Linked DNA regions of Macaca mulatta: regions 2 and 3 are each linked to region 1. Evidence: chromatin contacts called from public Hi-C data. All regions are on one chromosome and are shown on one strand. The core of a region is the stretch at or near the end of the contact, and the rest is flanking DNA. Distances in the headings are between cores, read along the strand shown. Region 1 holds the start of LOC704549. Region 2 holds the start of ZNF444 (zinc finger protein 444). Region 3 has its middle 41 kb from the start of ZNF787.

Region 1 (2,785 bases), core at 193-2,692:
ATTCATATCAGAGTTCAATCACCTGGTGAGAGTTTCCTGGGTGACCAAGTTATGGGAAGGTATAGAAGAGTGTTGGAAAACTTCTAGGGCGGCAGTTCTCAGTAGGCTGACTTCAGCCCCCAGGGGACATTTGGCAATGTCTGGAGACATTTTTGGTTGTCACAACCAGGAGTTGGGGGCCGGAGAGGATTTTTCCTGGCATCCCGTGGGTGAGGTGAGGGAAGATCCTCAACATCCTACAACGCACAGGGCAGCCCCGAGAACAAAGCAATGTCTGCCCCCAATGTCAATAACCCTGGTATTGAGAAACTCGGTAAGGTCTGAGGCCATTCAACTGTTGAGCTCACTGCTGTCTCCTTGGCCACTAGTACTTATTCGGCTCTCACTGAATGAATGAATGCACAGCACGAACCTGTAATCAAGGACCAAGCGAACTGCGGGAGGCAGGGTTGCTACTGAGAGCAAACAGTGACCTAGTTAACCTGGCGACAGGCGTGAAAGGAAGTCTGGGTTTCCAATCAAAAATCGGGAGGGAAGGAAAAAAAGAGTGAATCAATTCTTGCGAAAAGTCTCTGCGCACTTACTAGAAAGCACGCGGCCAGGAATCATGCAGGGCGCCTGCACGCATATTATTATTTAAATAAAGCTGCCCCTCAGCACAAACAGCCCGCAAGGTCACGGAAACTCCTCCAGTCCCATCCCCGGGTTCCGTCCTCCCACGAATCTCTCCCTCCTCCCTCAGCCTCGCCCCACGCGCATGCGCACTCGCGCTCCCCAACCCACCCCAGTCCGGCCTCCGCCAGTGACGTCACCGCAAGGGCGGAAGGGAAGCTAAAGTCGTTACCATGGTGACCGCGACACAATCAGAAACGTCTACTAGTGACGGTCAAGCCCCCTACAACCGGTCTCAAAGCCGCAAACGAGTCAGGCATCGTGGTAGGACCTGGCGAGCTGGGCCGGGGAGAGCGGGGCGCCTGGACCGGGGACTTGTCGCATTCACATTGGCTGCTAGGAGGCCTCGGCGACCACTTCCGGATCCGGGGCGAAGGTCGCAGCTCCCAGCCCTTGCTCAGTGCGCTGAACTAGAATTCCCAGAAGCCTCTGCGGCCGCCTTCCTTCTCCTTACCTCCTGCTTCCCCCACAAATAACAGTGGGTGAAATCATCTAAAAAGCGTTTCCAACCCGCCGAATCATCACTGGTATAGACATTTTTATTCTAAGCTGCTTTTTACTAAAACGTGCTCCTCCTGTCCCTCTGCATCTTTGGGACTACAATACCCAGAAGTCTCTAGGAGTTGCCGAGCCCTCTAGTTTAGGGTTGTTTTGCAGCCGGCGAGACGCCGGAAGTCTGGGAATAAGGCGGGACCAGGGAAAAAGCAGGATTCCGATTGGTGGAGAGGCCACACGGCCTTCTTTAAAGGACGGGGTAGAGTTGCGCACGCGCATTGAGGCATCTCTGTCCTCGTTCTGCGTGCGTGAAGTGTGGGGATTCCCGAGCCTCGGTCACCCGGTCGGTGTCGCATGTCGCCTGCGGGGAGGTTGGGGCTGCTCGCGCGAGGCGCTCTGGGCCTCACTTCCGAGGCCGAAAATGCTGGCTCCAAAGTGGTGCCCTGGGAGATGAGGGCGACTCCCAGTTTCCACCATGTTTCTGAATGGGCTTCCAGTCTCCATGGTAACGGCCCCTCCCAGTTCCCCTGTGACTTCATAGCTGCCCACGGGAGGGGAGAAAGCTGATTTGAAGGGGCCGTGGGTTCTGAGCCAACCTCTCTGTCTTTGAGGCCACCTACCCTATACCACTCGTCCTTGAGAGGGTGAGCCGGTGACCTTTCACCCTCTCTGGGCCTCGGTTTCCCTTTTTGTGAAATAATGTCTGGTGCCCCTGCTGTGCTCTCTTACTATTTCAGGGCCTCAGGCAAGAGACACCCTCTGTGTCTCAGTTTCCCCGTAGGTGAAGTGAGGATGGTGCCCTCTGTCTCAGTTTTTCCATAGGTGAAGTGAGGATGATGCCCTGTGTCTCAGTTTCCCCATAGGTGAAGTGAGGATGATGTTAGAATTTGATGTTAAAATGTACGGAGTTGTGAGAATTAAGGGAACCTCAGAGCAATGGCCGGCACACAATGACCCTTCAAGTGCCAGCGGCTTTGATGATCACCATTCTTGCCTTTTCTTTGGAGACCAGGAGAAATTACCGCCCCACCTTCCTCCAGGGTCTTTGTGTGTTGATCTGCAAGTTGGATGTATTGGATTTTATGACCACTAAACTGTCTTCTGAGCACACAAGAGCAGTGGTTTTGATCTCTGAGAAGTACTACAGGGCTTGGTGTTAAGACACTGGAATTCCGGAAACCCGTCCCTGTCATACCAGTTGCTGTGTGACCTCCGTCAATCGTGGTTCTTTACCGAGCCCTGAGATTCCGCAAGTGAAAATGGATGGGGATGAACTTCCCGTCCAGGCACTGCCACTGACTTCGCTTGGGGACCTGGGGTAAGCTCTGTGACCCAGCATTGCACCATCTGTAACATAACCAAAGGGTGAGCAATTGAACTTTGAGGTTGATTTCGGTGCTAAAATCCCACTCAGTAGTTCTAGCGTCTTCACAGACCTCACCCTTCCCAATGCCCTCACTTTGTGCTCCATATCCCAATCAACACTTAGTGATTCCAGATTTGTAATTTTTGCCATTGTGCTGAGAAGTAATTAACTATTTTATGTTTTTTTAAATTTGAATTTTTGACTATCAGGCTTAGCATCTTTTTTTTTTTCTTCGTTAAAGACTAGTCAAGT
Region 2 (2,752 bases), core at 165-2,664, 170 kb before region 1:
ATCACTTGAGGCCAGGAGTTTGAGACCAGCCTGGCCAACACGGCAAATCCCATCTCTATTAAAAATACAAAAATTAGCTGGGCATGGTGGTGCACGGCCGTAGTCCTGGCTGCTCAGGAGGATGCGGCACGAGAATCGCTTGAGACTGGGAATCGGAGGTTGCAGTGAGCTGTGATCACATCACTGCACTCCAGCCTGGGCGACAGAGCCAGACCCCGTATCAAAAAACAAAACAAAACAAACAAAAAAAGAATCAAGGGCTGCTTTTCTATTTTTGGCCTGAACATTTGGGTGAATGATGGACTTGCTATCTAAGATGATAGAGTAATGGGAAGGAATAAGTTTCTTCACAAGGTAGGGGAGAAAAATTCTCTACTGTCCACCTTAGGTTTGAGATGCCTATTAAGAAATCCAAGTGGAGATGTCAAGTAGGCCATCGGATATGAGTGGGAAGAAGATCACCGTGTTCTAGGAGCAGAAAGGAGGCATGACTGGAACCCATTAAACACGAGAAGACAGAGGGTAGATAGGTGGGCCAGGGCAGGTTAGGCCACCGTGGGCAAACTGGTCACAAGGTTCTGAGTCAACCACTCATCGCGTGTGAAACCTGGGGCAAGTTGTTCATTTATGAATATGGTAAGAGGAACAACCTCCATGTAATGAATGCTTGTTATGGGTAAGCCACTGTCTTCCTTTTTATGGCGCAGAGTCTTCGGATCAGCCCGGGAGGTGGGGGAGGGGAGGGGATTCTCTTATCCTTGTTGTACAGAGGAGGAAATACGCCGCGGGCTGAGGTAGGGCTTGTATGAGCCATAATCAGGTCTGGAACTGTCTAGATAAAGGGCGTCAGCTGATCTCTTAGGATGTCTGTCTTCTTCGCAGTCCTGAGATGCAGAAACTGAGGCCTCAGGACGGGGAAATAGTCTGTCCAATGGGGCAGAGCGAGGACGCGCGGCACGTAGCGCTGTCCCCCAGTTCACACCAGGAAAAACTGAGGCTAAAGAGAGGGCGGTGTCCTGTCCAGGTTCACACAGGAAGAGCCAAACCGAGGCCCCCGCGCTGGCCCCCTCCTGAACCACCGCCCACCCCAGAACAGGAGGGCGGCCCGCTCACGTCCTGATTCCTGGCACCGACATCGGCTCTTAAGCTCTGCCCGGGTGGAGAGTGAGGACACACACACAGAAAAAGCGATCCGTAGTCAAGGAGACGTAGCCTGCACTCCTGATTGGCGCAGAACTCTAGCCTGGTCTCCTCCTCCTCTTCGCTTGCCAGCTTCTAGAGCTCTGGAGGCCCCACCTCCCAAATGCCCGGCGGTGCCCGACCTCCCCTAATCTCCACAACAGCGCCGCCATGGCTCCTCCTACTCCTCCCTCTTTTTTTTCTCGACACGTCTGCGCATGCCCAGGGCCCGCGCGCAGACTACTGGGAAGCCTCCTCGTGCATTCTGGGAAATGTATTCCAAAGCCTGACGCGCTCAGAGAGCCCGCGACACTTGCGCCGTCAAGGCCCAATAGGCCGCAGACGACGCTTTCGTGCATCTTGGGAAATGTAGTTCCAGTGTTGGGGAAGACGCCAGGCGGTGACAAACAAGGGTGAGCGGGTCCCCACGGCGAGGGCCAATGGGCAGCTGCCTTTGCCGCGATGCTTCCTGGGAGTTGTAGTTCGGCTTGAAGCCGGGGCCACATGGGGAGTTGTTGGGCGGAACGAGCGACTCGGAGTATGGGATTGGGGGAGGGGGACGGGGGGGGGGTGTTTGGCGCAAAGCCTGCTGGGGCATGGAGTCCCAGTGAGCTTTGTACGCATGTGCGGGGAGGTGATGGGGCTTGGGGGGCATCGCCTGAGAGAGTGAGGTGAGCTAGGGGGAAAGGAGGGAGGGATCGGAGGGGGCGGTTGGACGAAGGAGGGACCAGCGGTTGGACGGGAAGGGGGGCGCCGGGGCCCTCAGGAGGGAGAAATGGAAGAGATGGGAGACTTGCGGGGAGGGGAGGAGAAGGGGGCTGAGTGATGGGGGAGGGGTTGGGAGCGAGAACTAGAGGGGGAGGGACTTGGAGAGGGGGAGGGGTGGATAGTGGGAGGGGGGTCGTGGATCCTCGAGGTCCTGAAAGCGGGAGAGAGAAACTGAGGGAGAGGACGGGGGAGGGGCGGGACGGGGGAGGGACAGATGGGGGAGGGAAGGGGGAGGGACAGGTAGGGAAAGGGAAGGGGACCCAAGCAGGGGTGGGCTGTGAGATGAAAGCTGAGTGGGAAGCTGGACCCTACAAAGGAGTCTGGGGGCGCCGGGACCGGACCCCTTCGGAAAGGTTTGCGGGAAGGGGCTTCCGGGGACGATGGTTATTGTCGTAACGTAGATACAGTGCAGGTGGCTCTTTTTGTGCGCTGCTTCTACAAGTGCAACTTTTACAGAGTTGTGAGATTCCTGAAGATAACTCGTTGAGGAGCATCTGCCTTTTTAGCTTGTTGCAAGGCATTATTACCTTCGGTAATATGTGTAAAGTGCTTAGAAACTGTTTATTGTCATCTGAAGTTGACCCCCGCCACCTCTACCCCAGTCAGGATGAGTCACCCTCCTCTATATCCATCTTAATGCCTATTGCAATGTATACTTAGTATTTTAATCTGTGTGCGTGTTCACAGCAGTGTCCCCTGGGCACCTTGCAGGAAACCTTCGACAAAGTAACCCTAAGTCTGACTGGACACTTACTAGCCAGGTGTGGTTCTCAGCATTTTTGTTTTCCATCACTTTACAGTCAGC
Region 3 (3,047 bases), core at 29-2,528, 230 kb before region 1:
TCTTACTAGCCTGGTGCTCTCTCTGGCCCCGTGGGATGCACTTGTAAACCCAAATTAACCCCATGCACAGAGCTCGGCGCTTGCAGCACAACTCCCTCTTTTGGCTTTAGTTGAAACACTCATTCCAGGCTCCTTGTTTTACAAATGAGGAAATGGGGTTTAGCAAAGAGAAATGAGTTTTCAAACCAGAGGCCAGTGGTTAGGCTGTGCAGCCACCTCTCCTCTCCTCCCTGTGTCAGCAGGGATATTCCAGAGCCTGGTCTGAAACTGCTGAGCTCGAAGGGCTTGGATCCAACAATGCTGATAATGACCACGGTGTGTGGCCTCATCACTAGGGAACGGCCGAGCTCGGGGGGCTTGGGTCTAACAGTGCTGATGACCACGGCGGTGTGGAATGGTCACTAGGGAACGGTTGGGCTTAGGGGGCTTGGGTCTAACAGTGTTGATCATGACCACGGCGGTGTGGAGTGGTCACTAGGGAACGGTTGGGCTTAGGGGGCTTGGGTCTAACAGTGTTGATCATGACCACGGCGGTGTGGAGTGGTCACTAGGGAGAGAGGCTGGGCTCGAGGGGCTTGGGGGGCTTGGGTCTAACAATGCTGATGACCGCATTGGTGTAGAATGGTTGGTTACTAGGGAGCAGCTGAGCTTGGGTGGGGGGCTTGGGTCTAACAATGCTGATGACCACAGCGGTGTAGAATGGTTGGTTACTAGGGAGCGGCTGAGCTTGGGGGTGGGGGCCTTGGGTCTAACAATGCTGGTGACCACGTTGGTGTAGAATGGTTGGTTACTAGGGAGCGGCTGAGCTTGGGTGGGGGGCTTGGGTCTATCAATGCTGGTGACCACATTGGTGTAGAATGGTTGGTTACTAGGGAGCGGCTGAGCTTGGGGGTGGGGGGCTTGGGTCTAACAATGCTGGTGACCACAGTGGCATAGAATGGTTGGTTACTAGGGAGCGGCTGAGCTTGGGTGGGGGCTTGGGTCTATCAATGCTGGTGACCACATTGGTGTAGAATGGTTGGTTACTAGGGAGCGGCTGAGCTTGGGGGTGGGGGGCTTGGGTCTAACAATGCTGGTGACCACAGTGGCGTAGAATGGTTGGTTACTAGGAAGCGGCTGAGCTTGGGTGGGGGACTTGGGTCTATCAATGCTGACCATGACCACGGCTGTGACATGGTCAGTAGGGGGCGCCACATCCCGCTTTCTTACCCTAACCGCCTCCTTCCAGCTCAACTTTCTTCCAGCTGCGGCGCTTTGCATTTGTGGCTGCGGCTGCATTTGAACAAGTGCTCCTTGCGCCCCGCCCCACAGGGCCTCTCCCCTGCTGGGGCCCCGCCTGCATCGCGCTTCCTGAACTGCCCTTGGAAGTTCCCCTGGTGGCTCAGCTTCTCCCGCCCAGTCGCCAACCACTTACTCGCCCGTGTTTATGAGGCACGGACTTGCTGCCAGTGGCTCTGCAAGGCAAGGGGACACGGCGGGGACCTCGATGGGCACAATCTCTGCCCTCACGGGGGGTGGGAGTGGCTGGGAGGGGACACACACAGATGAGGACTCAAGAGACAAAGAGACTCCCGGGGGTGAGACATGGAGGAAGTCCTGGGCATGGGCAGGTGTGACAGGCAGCTGTGTGGGGGCGGGTCCCAGGGGAGGGAGATCTAGACAGACGTGGGCGAGAGGAAGGGGACCCTCCACCCAGCTCACTTCCTGGTCTGAAGGCCGCAGTCTGCATCCCTAAGGGCAGGGACTTGCGTGTCCGCCCTGCTGCATCCCCAGTGCCTGGGGCCCAGTGGGAGGGCGGCTCTGCCAGGTAGCGGACGGTGTCAAAGGAGCTCGGCCTGGGGTCCGACTGTCCTGAGTTTGAATCTGGTTTCTCACTTAGCGTGTGATCGAAAGCGAGTGGCTTCACTTCTCTGAGCCGGCTTGCTTCTCTGTGACTAGCGAGATCCAGCCATGTCTAAACAGTGTGGGTAAAGCCAGGCGGCTGAAACCAGCTTTGCTGTGTCTCGTTTTAAGTCCTGGATAAGTCCCTTCCCTCTGAGCCTACCTCCCCCTCTGTAGAGTGGAGGGTTACGCGAGGTGGTTTTGTTCTGAGACGGAGTCTCACTCTTTTGCCCAGGCTGGACTACGATGGCGTGATCTCGACTCACTGCAACATGTGCCTCCCAGGTTCAAGTGATTCTCCTGCCTCAGCCTCTAGAGTAGCTGGGATTACAGGTGCCCGCCCCCATGCCCAGCTAATTTTCATATTTGTAGTAGAGACAGGGTTTCGCCATGTTGGCCAGGCTGGTCTCAAACTCCTGACCTCAGGTGATCCGCCCACCTTGGCCTCCCAAAGTGCTGGGATTACAGGCATAAGCCACCGTGCCCGGTTTAAAGAGGTATTAATTGAAGCACCCAGCACACACTAGCACACGTTAAATCATCACCTTGCTCCCAGGGTCTCGGCTATCAGCCATATCCAAGCCCTCACTGCGGAGAGTAAGTAGGAGACAGTCACTTCATACATTCTTGGGGACGTGGTAAGTGACCTCTGGGGAGGGTGATACAGCCAGATCTGTTGGGATCCAAATGCACATTCCTCTTCCGCCCGCAGTTCCTGCCAGGACAAGCAGCACAAGGTGTGGGTCGGATCGGATTCTTCCTGCTGCATTGCTACAGTAGCAGAAGACTAGAAACACACGGACTGCACATCAGTCAGGAATTAAACACTGTATCTGCACAAAGGAATGCTTTGAAAGCGTTTTTTAAAATAAGAAATGTAGATAGGCAGCCAGGGGCGGTGACTCAGGCCTGTAATCCCAGCACTTTGGGAGGCCAAGGCGAGTGGATCGCAAGGTCAGGAGATGGAGACCATGCTGGCTAACACGGTGAAATCCCATCTCTACTAAAAATACAAAAAATTAGCCGGGTGCGATGGCAGGCGCCTGTAGTCCCAGCTACTCCGGAGGCTGAGGCAGGAGAATGGCATGAACCCGGGAGGTGGAGGTTGCAGTGAGCCAAGATCGCGCCACCACACTGCAGCCTGGGTGACAGAGCGAGACTCCATC

Evidence for each region. A called contact is a pair of places that touch in the nucleus more often than the background predicts.
Region 2: a contact with region 1 is called in a Hi-C map of CD4 T cells, with 5 times the contacts expected there. The contact joins the promoter of ZNF444 here to the promoter of LOC704549 in region 1. A contact is called at or near these places in 6 of 14 Hi-C or Micro-C datasets (CD4 T cells, blood, cortical neurons and 3 more).
Region 3: a Hi-C map of blood shows a contact between it and region 1, with 3 times the contacts expected there. The contact joins the enhancer-like site here to the promoter of LOC704549 in region 1. A contact is called at or near these places in 4 of 14 Hi-C or Micro-C datasets (blood, fibroblasts and liver).

What each region holds. Positions count from the first base shown.
Region 1 is chr19:68,669,251-68,672,035 of T2T-MMU8v2.0, forward strand. It overlaps LOC704549, which reads left to right and starts at 1,443. Exons shown (of 5, transcript XM_077979969.1): 1 at 1,443-2,785. It also overlaps a transcript of ZSCAN5A not described here.
Region 2 is chr19:68,497,991-68,500,742 of T2T-MMU8v2.0, forward strand. It overlaps ZNF444 (zinc finger protein 444), which reads left to right and starts at 1,415. Exons shown (of 5, transcript XM_077979926.1): 1 at 1,415-1,592. LOC114674207 (a long non-coding RNA gene) reads right to left here and starts at 1,373. Exons shown (of 5, transcript XR_013409718.1): 1 at 384-1,373.
Region 3 is chr19:68,439,108-68,442,154 of T2T-MMU8v2.0, forward strand. No RefSeq gene overlaps it. Among named protein-coding and RNA genes, the nearest start is that of ZNF787, 41 kb to the right of the region's middle. Within about 2 kb of position 1,279, at least 10 of the 40 cell types and tissues checked have an H3K27ac peak or open chromatin away from gene starts, as enhancers often do. A contact at or near this core is called in blood, where this site is marked.